Linked DNA regions of Lactuca sativa: region 1 is linked to region 2. A link is a contact called in public Hi-C data. All regions are on one chromosome and are shown on one strand. The core of a region is the stretch at or near the end of the contact, and the rest is flanking DNA. Distances in the headings are between cores, read along the strand shown. Region 1 holds the start of LOC111918128 (zinc finger CCCH domain-containing protein 17). Region 2 holds the start of LOC111918109 (tobamovirus multiplication protein 3).

Region 1 (5,116 bases), core at 2,534-5,033, 150 kb before region 2:
GGTTGTTTAATAAGCTTTACATACTTAGTTGTTATATATATTGCAGGACAGAGACATTAGAGTGGGTGAAAGGTGGTAGCATTCTGGGTTTGGCGACAGGATTATTATTCTTAGGAATTCGCATCTGGGGGAATATTTGATTAAATGGAAATGGTGCAAATTGTACCTTCATGTAAATAACTTAAAAAGAGAGAGAATTAATGAAAAGAGATATTATTCACTCTCATTTTATTCTCCTCATTGGGAACTTAAGGGAGGATTTGCTTTTACATAAAATTGCATCTAGTGGATTTTAAGCATAACAAAGAGCATAGGATCAACTTCGTCATATCACTTATTTTTCGCAGTTTGATTTCTATCTCCATTGTGATTGTGGGTGTAATGTATTTGAAATCTATAATTTGTGTGATATATTTAAATTTTGTTCAAATTGTGAGCATGAACATTGGTTGATTGATTTAGATTATGAGAATGCATCCTTGGAAAGAGGGGAGGATTGTAACATAGTTTACCATATAGCATAGCAACATAGTTTACTCTTGGCAACAATATCATGAACGTATCAATTTGAATAGAATACTAAGATCTTAACAAGTGCTGAAGCATCAGGAGGAATTTCTCCATGAAAAGTTAGATACAAACTAAAAACTCCAAAGAAAAAAAAATCAGTTTTTAGAATCATCATCATTCATCCTCTACTTCTTCTACAAGCTACAATCAGAAAGTTTTGCTTTAATTTTAACTTAAAACCAACAAACATTCAAAACCAAAGACATGTGAAAAGTCTTTTTTAACATCTAAGAATACACTTGACTCTCTTTCTTTCCACCTTCTTCTTCTTCTTCCTCCATGTATTCCTCACCTTCTTCCAAGTTATACTCTTCTTCTCCATCAATCTGCTCATAATCATAATCTCCATCTTTATGATCATAAGCTTCAAGCTCCTCATCCAACAATGCATCTTCATCATTGTTCACAATTACATGAACCACACTACTTAGAGGCTGAATCACTTCTTTTCTTCCATTTTCATTATTTCCATTATTTTCTTTCAAGTTATTATTTTCTTCATTATTCACAGATCCTCCTCTTTTCCTCTTCAAAATCTCACTCAGAGGCTTTGGCCCTTCAAACGATAAACCTTCTTCCACTTGTTGACTGTATTTCCTCTTTCCCTGACTTTGACTTTGACTTTGACTTTGACCATCATCTTTTTGTGATCTTCTCATAAACTCACTATCATTACGTGGGCCCCTATAGTCTCTTCCCTCGTTTATTCTGTCTCTAAATCTGCCATGTGGCAGCCTAGGAGAGTATCTTGACCGTTTGTGCCTACCCATGTCAACTTCCCTTTCTACCCTTGACCCGTTTTCAGGAATCTTTATTCTTCCTCTAAGCCGGCTGCTAATGGAGACAGGCTCCATGCGGTGGTGGTTGTGGTTGTTATGGCGGTCGTGGAGGCGGTCATGGTGGTGGTGGTCCCGCCTTGGCATTCTGTCAATGTGGTTATCACGGGGGTGTTCACGGCTGATAACCGACCTCAAACCACCGACATTAGCAACATTACCGACATTATCGAAATTACCGAAATTGCCCCTTCTTTGATTTGAAATTTGGTGGCGTAAGTCTGACTTGTCAAACTGTTCGGGACTTTCATCTCTAGGGTACCGCTTCCTTCCAAAATTATGGGCCCCACCCAAGATTCTCTCAGAAGATTCTCTATGATCCTCCCATGCATACCCTTCACGTTGTTCCCCATATATATCTTGGTCAACATCATAGTCAACGGGTCGACCCATTTCAAAATCATTAGGATAGTATTCAGAATCTCCAACCTCATTGTCCACAAGAACATCAAAACCAGGAGTAGGTTCTCTTGAATATTCTTCAACATCTTTTCCATTTATACCCTCATTATCCAAAACATGAGTCTCATAGACTCCATGGTTTGACCTGTTGACCGGGAATTCATTCACAACAACATTCGCCGGTCTGTACCTAGGCTCCTCAACCACCGCCACCACCTTCTTCTCCACCCCACCACCACTGCCACCGCCGTTTCTCGCTGGAGTAGGGTTTTGTTTCATCTTTGGAGGTGGGAACTCAGTTTCTTGTTGCACAAGTTTCTGTTCTTGAATGGGTTTCTCAGAAGGTATCTTGGAAGGGTTTGTGAGATTATTAGAAGGGACAGGTGGCATGGTTTTGTTGTTGGATATGTTTGGTGGGCCATGCAAGAAAGGGCATAAATGTCCTTTCAAACAGAAGCCTTTTTGGAAGAAAATGCAAGGAACACCTTGTTTGGACATAGGGTATGAAGGTGTTTGAGCCTGAGGTAGAGTAGGTCCCACAGGAGGGGGAACTTCAGCTCCCAATAATCCATCAAGAGGCTGAAAACATAAAATAAATAAATAAATAAATTCCAACTTTTTATAAAACAATTAATGAGACTAATAATAAATACTTACAGGATGACGAAAAGCACACTTTGGATTTAAGCAATTCCCATTTAACCAGTACCAGCAATCCCTAGGGTTCACCCGTGCAATGTCACTATGGCGATACTCACACTCACTTCCCTGTTATATAACAAAAGGAATAAATTATTTAGATAATATAATAATACATAAAATGAGAAAATATGAGAAACTAAATTAGGTTATGAGTTCAAGATTCTTTAGAGGCATATGTGTTTGAATTTGTAATAGAAAGGTATAAATTTCTCAAGAACCAATGACCAAAACATTTAAAGATTTAAAATTTCTACAGTTAGAAAGAGAACACACAAACAAGTGAAACCCTAATTCATATTGTCCCACTTTTGAGTAAAAAGGAAAGCTCATCGAAGTTGAAACAAACCACGTAATACGTATCAGAAATTGCATGTTTCCTTCATCCAATAATCCATATTTGAACGCTAAATCAACAAGAAATTCTTGATTCGATACAAAGATACAAAAGGTATCACAATCCCAACATTTTGGAGCAATAATCTAAAGGTATTTATATCAATTCCGAATATAAAGTAGTCGAAATTCATAAGTGAACTCTAATTCAGCTTTGGGACAGAGGGGGCAACAAAAAGCATAAAGAAAATTACACAAATTACGATTCACGAAGATGATATCGTCTTCAAATAAGATCCAATTAATTGAATGAAACAAGAAAAAGCCTATATCAATCTCAAGATCGTTAAACGAGAGAAACAAAACCCAAAGATTTGATGCATTACAAAAAAGCAACGAATTATATAACAAGTTTTACCTTTTTACAGGTTAGGGGAGACGCAAGGAAGTAAACACAATCCGTGTTTCGTTTCAAAAACTCCTCTTCCTCCGTCGTAGCTACAGGAACAGTCGTCGACGATGATGATAGAGGCGGAGCCAATTGAGAAGCTTGCGGTGGTTGTTGTTGTTGAAGGGTACCACCAACCATGGTTGGGGTTCGAAGGGTAAACGAAGGAAACCCTGTAAAATCCAAAAAGAATACGGATGGTATGTATGGAAGGTTGGATCTAGGGTTTGTGAGGCGGCTCAACACCCCTGTTGAAGATATGGAAACAAGATATGGTGGAACATGAATTGATCTAACATTCAATCTGTTAACGAGAGGAAGAACGAAAGGAAGCCGCCTAAGTAGAGGAGGATTGAGAGAGAAAACGAGGTGAAGCCCTGCAAGTGAGGGCTGAGGGTAGAGACAAAGAACCAGACCTGGAGAGAGGCTTTAAGCCAAATTGTAACAGAATGCACCAGAGCCTGAGCCTTAAGTGCGGACCATGATCCTTGTATGAAACCATAGGTAACAATTTAAAGGGCTCATAGAGTCATGTCTAAACGGGTGATGTGAAATTTACAAAATTTCAAAATTTGTCTATCTTATTCTCTTTTTATAGTTTTAATATAGGAAAATGACTTCTTATTTTGTACATTTGATTTCAAAAATTCTATTTTTATAGTTTTAATATAGGAAGGTATGACCTATATTCTATTTTTATAGTTTTAATATAGGAAAATGATCTATAAGGGTAATATATTTTTTTACTTTGTACATGTTTACTACTTATTGTCTTTTTCTTGTAAAATAAATCTTATAACTTGTTGTTTTGTACATATTTAATCCTTATGACCGACTACTCTAGGTTAAGTTCTCATTTTTTACATATTTAGTTATTAATATTTTTTTTGGCAAAAATAAGTCATTATTGTTTGTTATACATTCATTCATTATGATTGGTTTTCTTTAAGTTTTGTTTACGTCACATCTTATGTATGACGATAATTAATGAGATGTTCTCATACATGACTTTTACCTTACTTAAATCAATCACCTAATTCACGAATCGGTCAAATAATGATAGTGCCCTAGTTTTCTCCAAGAAGAAGATGTCTTCGACTTTGGTTTCATCTATTTCAATAGCAGACAATGATATTCTTTATAATTGTTTTCTCCCAAATCGAATTGGAACTTCCAAGACAAAATAACACCTTGGAAAAAATGTTTAGGGTCTTCCCTGATTTCTTGGTTGTAGATTTTAACCATTTTCTAGAAATGGGTTTTGTTATTCTCTTCAAATTGGCCCCAAATTTTGAAGATGAGTTTGGAGCTACTAAAAGTATAACCAAAATGTTATTATTTATTAATAGTATAACCAACTGTGATGAATGTGGACACTATTTCCAACAATTGAAATCATTATTGTTAATGCATTTTCTTCACCTAATGTAATGTAGTTGGTATTGTTATTGAATGAAATTTGTATTGGTATTAAATATAGTTGGTACTTTAATATCATAGTTACTAATATCAATAGTACAATGCTATTACCAAAACCAAGACAAGTAATACATGATTCCAGTGTTTAGACGAATCACGTATGAGAACACCTCATTATTATTGTCCCATGTAGGATGTTATGTGAGCAAAACCTAAAAAAAACTCATTATAAGGATCGAATATGCACAAAAACAACAAGGACTTATTTTACAAAAAAAAAAAAAAAAAAAAGATTAAGGAGTAAATATGTAGAAACCGAGAACTTAACCTAAAGTAGTAGGTCATAATGACTGAAAGTGTACAAAAACAATAAGTTTAAGGGCTTATTTTACACCAAAAAAAAAAG
Region 2 (5,513 bases), core at 1,167-3,666:
GACGATGGTAATATTTCCACCAACTATTCCAAAGAAAATGGTAAAATAATTATTAGATTGAACTGACTGTAACTGTGACTGACAGATTGAACAACTGACTGTGATTGTGACCGATGTCAAACGAACAAAAAGTAAGATTTTTTTGACCCACACAAAAAAGGTGGAACAAAGACTCGATCTCAATTTCTCATATGTGCAAAAAGACATAAATGTCCTCCTGATAATCAAAGTAGCCCTACAAAGTTTTTCTTACCAAGTAGTATATGAAGTTGAGAACCGGATGATCCAACAAATCAAGGTTAGCAGCATCATCGAATGCATTAAAGCACATCTAACATCACAATCACAAGAGAAGAACATAATTAGAAAACTAGATGAACTTATATAAAAACACCAAAAAGATTTAAAAATTGTGTTTTGAAAATAAACTTTTGATGACTTCATAATATGTTGAAGGCCAATCATCACATAAATGAAAAAAAGTGAACTCACCATGATACATCTTACAAGGAAACACACAAAGCAGATTGCTGTAACATAGCCAACCTGCATAAAACAAACAGTGAGGAAATGACCATTTTACCCTTCTGTTTAAATGATGTTTCTATAGGAACTGTTCTAAACTAAAAAAAGTTTATATACCTCATGTAACTTCTTTCGCCGGCCTTTTGATTCTACAGGGAAATGTTGCAACATTGAAAAGAGTCTGCAAAAAAGTAAAGAGGTCTTCAAGAAATCCATTCACACCAAAGTTTTAAAAACTCATATACACAACTATGGGCAAATTGGGAATTTAGTAAAAAGTATTCAATGTACCTTCCTCCATAAAGAAGAAACCCCAATGCTGCAAACAAGGACACCACTGGAAAAGAAAATACTTAGGTGAGTCTAATGATAATTATTTTTTTTTTCAAAAAATATAATTATTCAAATAGTAGATTATATAAACTTAGGAAAACCTGCAAAAAACATCTTGGAGAGGATCACAAAAAGAGAGATAGGCTTCCACCAAATTATTAGCCATAAAACCATCTGTTAACATGTTATAAAACTGGTTAACATCTTTATACACTAACATCATACAAAAGCTACCTCATCATGAAAAAATTGTTTAAATAAGCAACATCGTTTCTCAATTTTCAAAAAATATAAAGAATAATCTTTACCTGAATTGCATAAATGATCCCATTAATTATAAAGAAAGTCGGCCTCAAACCATCAGTTGAAACTGCTCGAGCCTGTCATACATGCATAGCATTGTAACATGAACAAACTACAATTTTTAATATCACAATTACACTTAAAAAATAAATCTATAAAAATAAACCTGATAGTAAATTTCTGCCCAAAACAAAACTAAGAGAGCATAGGTAGTGAAAAATGCAAGGCTTGGCACATCAAGCAATATATGTTGAACAATCTGGGAAAAAAAATAAAATAAACAATATATGAATCTAAAGGATCAATATTTGTTAGAGAAATCAAGAAAACAGAAGTACATAGACGATGAACTATCAGAATGTTCCTAACCTCTGGTTTTAACTGTAGAACATCCCTATGGAACAAAAAGATTAAACATCTAACTGCAATAGCAATCAGTAAAACATTTATAATTAGAATTTAATGATAGGTTTATAAAGTATGCTTTTTGATAGAAAAATACAGACCTCCATTAACTAAAACATTGAGAAAATGGAAGACTTTCTGGGTGGTCCAACCATACTCTGGAACTCTTAATTGAATTCTGATCAATTGAACCTGCAACAGTTGGAAATCACATATAATTATCAATCACAATATAAATCTTGTAGTTGAAAGTAATATGTTTAGGTTCGGATTCAAGAACTAGCAATCAGAAAATCAAATCTTCCAATACATAGATGACTGATAATCCGACGTCTTACATCTTAATAGCACAATTTATGAGGAACATAAGCACATAAACAAGCTACAAACAAAAACCCATAAACATAAATCATCGAAATCAAAGTCCTGGATCAATGAAGATTCAGAATTGAAACTAATTGCAAACTCACAAGAGCAACAAGGGTGACGACGCCATAGAGAGCAGCAAGGACGTGAAAAATCAAATCCTGCCAAATTGGGGAATCGTTTAATTCATCCCACCAACTATACGCGTCCTTTAGGGTATACATCACCGATGTATCATTAAACGAGCCGAGTAAAGCCCTACCCATTGCCGGAGATACGGTAACTCGGCGACGGATTGGACCACCGGCCGGCGAATTCTTTCTAGAACGAGAACGAGCTTTCAAACGGGAACAATTATGATTCTTTTCTATAATTATAACTTGAATCAAAAGAATAAACTAAATTTGTTGTCTTTTTGTTATAAGCAAAGGAGGAGACGGAGGATTTGGGATTTTGGAAAGCCGGCAAATGTGTAATGGGGAGAGGGGGAAGAATATTTGATTTTGGAAGTCGGATCTTTGAACTAATTTCACAATTAAACCCTCATCTTTTAATATTGGCATGATTTAGTCCTCTCCTTTTTCTATTCCACACATGCCAAATGTCATCTACTATTCATAATTTCATATGTTCCCCAAAATTTATACAAGTGGTGAAATAAGGGGAATTCAATACATTGCCGAATCAAAAGAAAAAAAAAATTCTAAGTGCATTAGATGATTTGGTGTTGATTCAATAAATTTGATATTTACATTATGTGGTCCAGTTTATATAATTGAAAAACATATTGTCTTTTTTGAAATTGATCAATTTCAATGACTTTTTGTTCATTAACACGTCAAAAAGGTCCGAAAATAAATGCATATGACAAAGAAATCGTATAAGGAAAGAAAGTGACAAAAAGAAACATGTTTACATTCCCTGGTTTTAAATTATAACTAACTAAGTTTTTTTTGCTATTATTTAGATAGTTCAAACATGGAATCGATAATCAGAGCATGTTATTAATTGTTATGGAATCAAAATAGATTTATTGTTATTTTTTGGGATGCTCATAATTTTAAAATAAAAAACGCAAACACCTCTATTGTTAATCAAGATTATTTTAGTACTGTTTTTTATATTTAAATTTCATTTCCCAAGTCATGTATGGTAACTTCTATGCAAGTAATTTATGAGTAGAGTAAAATCACTAATACCATGGTTTAGTATTTTGTTTAATGTTTTTAACATGAATAATCTTTGACAAATAAGTTGAACCATAGTTAAATATAATATTGGGGTATATAAAGTAAAAGGTGGTAAAGGAAATTAATCGAAAGTGTAAGAGGTTTATTGCAAGTAATGATTGACATGTGAAGGATGTGTTGGAATGAGTTGAGAGTTGTCTGGACTGGACGAAAGGAGAGAAATACAAGGGTCCACTTGCAACGTGTACACCATGAATTTCTGAAACTTCCATACTTTTGTCGACCGTTTTTTTATAATAAAAGGTTATCAACTAGCGAAGTTTAAATTTGTTATATTTAAGTCGTAGTTTTCTTTTTTGGTTATACAATATACATACGTTCGTTATATGTGAAAGGTGATTATATTTAAGTCATTTTGTTAAATATAATTAGGTTTTTGGTGTATCTTGTTGATATGGTAGTTTAATACGATAATACAAAAATTATTGTGGAATATATTCACTAGGATTAAAAAAGTAAAACATTATTAAACCATTTACAAGATAAATTTGTTAAAATGAGAAAAACTAGAGATAAAACCAACGTGGTGATTTTGAAAATATTTTGTATATAGTTTGGTAGAGTCAATTGTAAACTTCTTTGATTTATCAAGATTTCACCTCATTTCCAAACTTCCTTTTAAAATCTCGTTATCGGTTTGTTATGCTCATGGTGGAGGTCTATTATGTAAAATTGTTAGCTCTTTCTTAAATGGATGCATCATTGTCGACATGTAGCATGTCTTCTACCTCTTTACAATAAAAAAAATTTGGAATGCATTGTTTTTTTTTTTTTTTTGTTACTTTAGATATTTTAATTCTCAGAATCTTACGAAGAAATTATAAATCACAGTAAAGCATCTGCGATGACGTCCTACCACTGAGGTGTAGAATCAGTTATCTCGGTTGAGGTGTGAAATCGATAATACTTGTTGATCACATCTAAAGTTTGTGCAAACTATATGATTAAATTGTTTTACATAAACTATATGAATTAGTTATAAAATATACGTAACTCCACTTGCTTTTTCTTTGAAATTAGTTTTAATTCGTTCTTTTCAGAATAAAGATTGTATTATATTTAATGAGAAAATGATATTACAATAACTTTCACATATCTTCCACTAAGAATGTAAGAAAATGATACGTCATATCAACAATAACGTAAAACCCCGTTTGTACTCCAGTTAAGAACTTAAGATGGTTATTTTATTTATAAATAAATAAATAAAAATCCAAAGTTTTTGTGTTTATACTATATAAAAAAAACCATTTGGTTGGTTAAATTAAACCAATAAATGCAAAATTATAATGGTTTAAACAGTTCAACACCTCCATGGGTTAACAAAGTTACCGGAAAGCTCTTTGTAACTTGTGACAGTAGTTTTGAAAGTTCTACATGATTAAATCATAAAAAATGTTATTTTGAATGGTTAAACTGCAAAATTTTAATTAATGCCCAAAATTAGAAAATAATCCAATTATATTGAATGTGTATATCACATAAATCAGACTCACTAACTAAGAAGCCCAAATTTATGTTTGAATTTAGCCCAAAGCTTGAGAGTCCACTTAATTCCTTTACAAAATTCCTCCATTAGCCCATATAAAGCCCATAAGTAGCTGCAAGTTAGGTAGAAAGTCGAAAATTAGAACAGTAATTCTTGTTTTTTTTTTAGCCTTTAGTAAGTTGCCTTTACCTTTGTAGTTTTCGGCTAGTTTTATCTAAGAAATGAGCAAAAGCTCTTTTTTTAAATTATGCCGCTACTTCTTTTGGCGATCCTTCATGTGTATAGAGGCCACGTATATGCTAGATCTGGCCCATTTCTTTATTGCCATGGTAACCAGATGCTATGTTTGCTATCAAGGAATCATGATGTTTTTCTAAGTTTTAAAAGATAATACTCTTGATGTTGCACAGAAGATGACTAGACTATTTCGATTTGGTGTGGTGACTGTATAAGTTTTTCCTATAAGATGAAAAATGTCACGTTTGAAATACCTTATTTACATTACATGATAGTTTTGTTTCGTATAAAAAGAAAATGGCTAATGTCATTGTAGCACATGGAACTCTTAATATTTGGCTAATTTGGTCCTTAAAGTTTTTTTTTTGGTACATTAGACCATTAAACTCGTAATTGACCTTTCAATTACACCATTTTAGAAGGTTTCCCGGTTACAATGCTTATGTGGCACGCTGATGTGTCCAATAAGCTTACGTGGTCCAGTTGTCGATACAGGCTTATTAATTGAAACCCTCATTCGGACCTCCTTTCAATCTTTACTTACCCTTCTCTAAAAAGTCAAAGACTTCTCCCTCCCCAACTATTTCCATCCTGAAGAAGAATGT

Evidence for each region. A called contact is a pair of places that touch in the nucleus more often than the background predicts.
Region 1: a contact with region 2 is called in a Hi-C map of seed, with 4 times the contacts expected there. The contact joins the promoter of LOC111918128 here to the promoter of LOC111918109 in region 2. A contact is called at or near these places in 2 of 4 Hi-C or Micro-C datasets (bud and seed).

What each region holds. Positions count from the first base shown.
Region 1 is chr8:46,208,686-46,213,801 of Lsat_Salinas_v11, reverse strand. It overlaps LOC111918128 (zinc finger CCCH domain-containing protein 17), which reads right to left and starts at 3,783. Exons shown (of 3, transcript XM_023913797.2): 1 at 3,262-3,783; 2 at 2,466-2,576; 3 at 552-2,387. The coding sequence starts at 3,432. The coding sequence ends at 798. LOC111918117 reads left to right here. Exons shown (of 7, transcript XM_023913788.3): 7 at 47-430. The coding sequence ends at 140.
Region 2 is chr8:46,053,704-46,059,216 of Lsat_Salinas_v11, reverse strand. LOC111918109 (tobamovirus multiplication protein 3) reads right to left here and starts at 2,416. Exons shown (of 11, transcript XM_023913776.2): 1 at 2,037-2,416; 2 at 1,668-1,758; 3 at 1,531-1,583; 4 at 1,328-1,420; 5 at 1,167-1,238; 6 at 960-1,032; 7 at 817-862; 8 at 643-706; 9 at 493-546; 10 at 254-331; 11 at 1-23. The coding sequence starts at 2,198.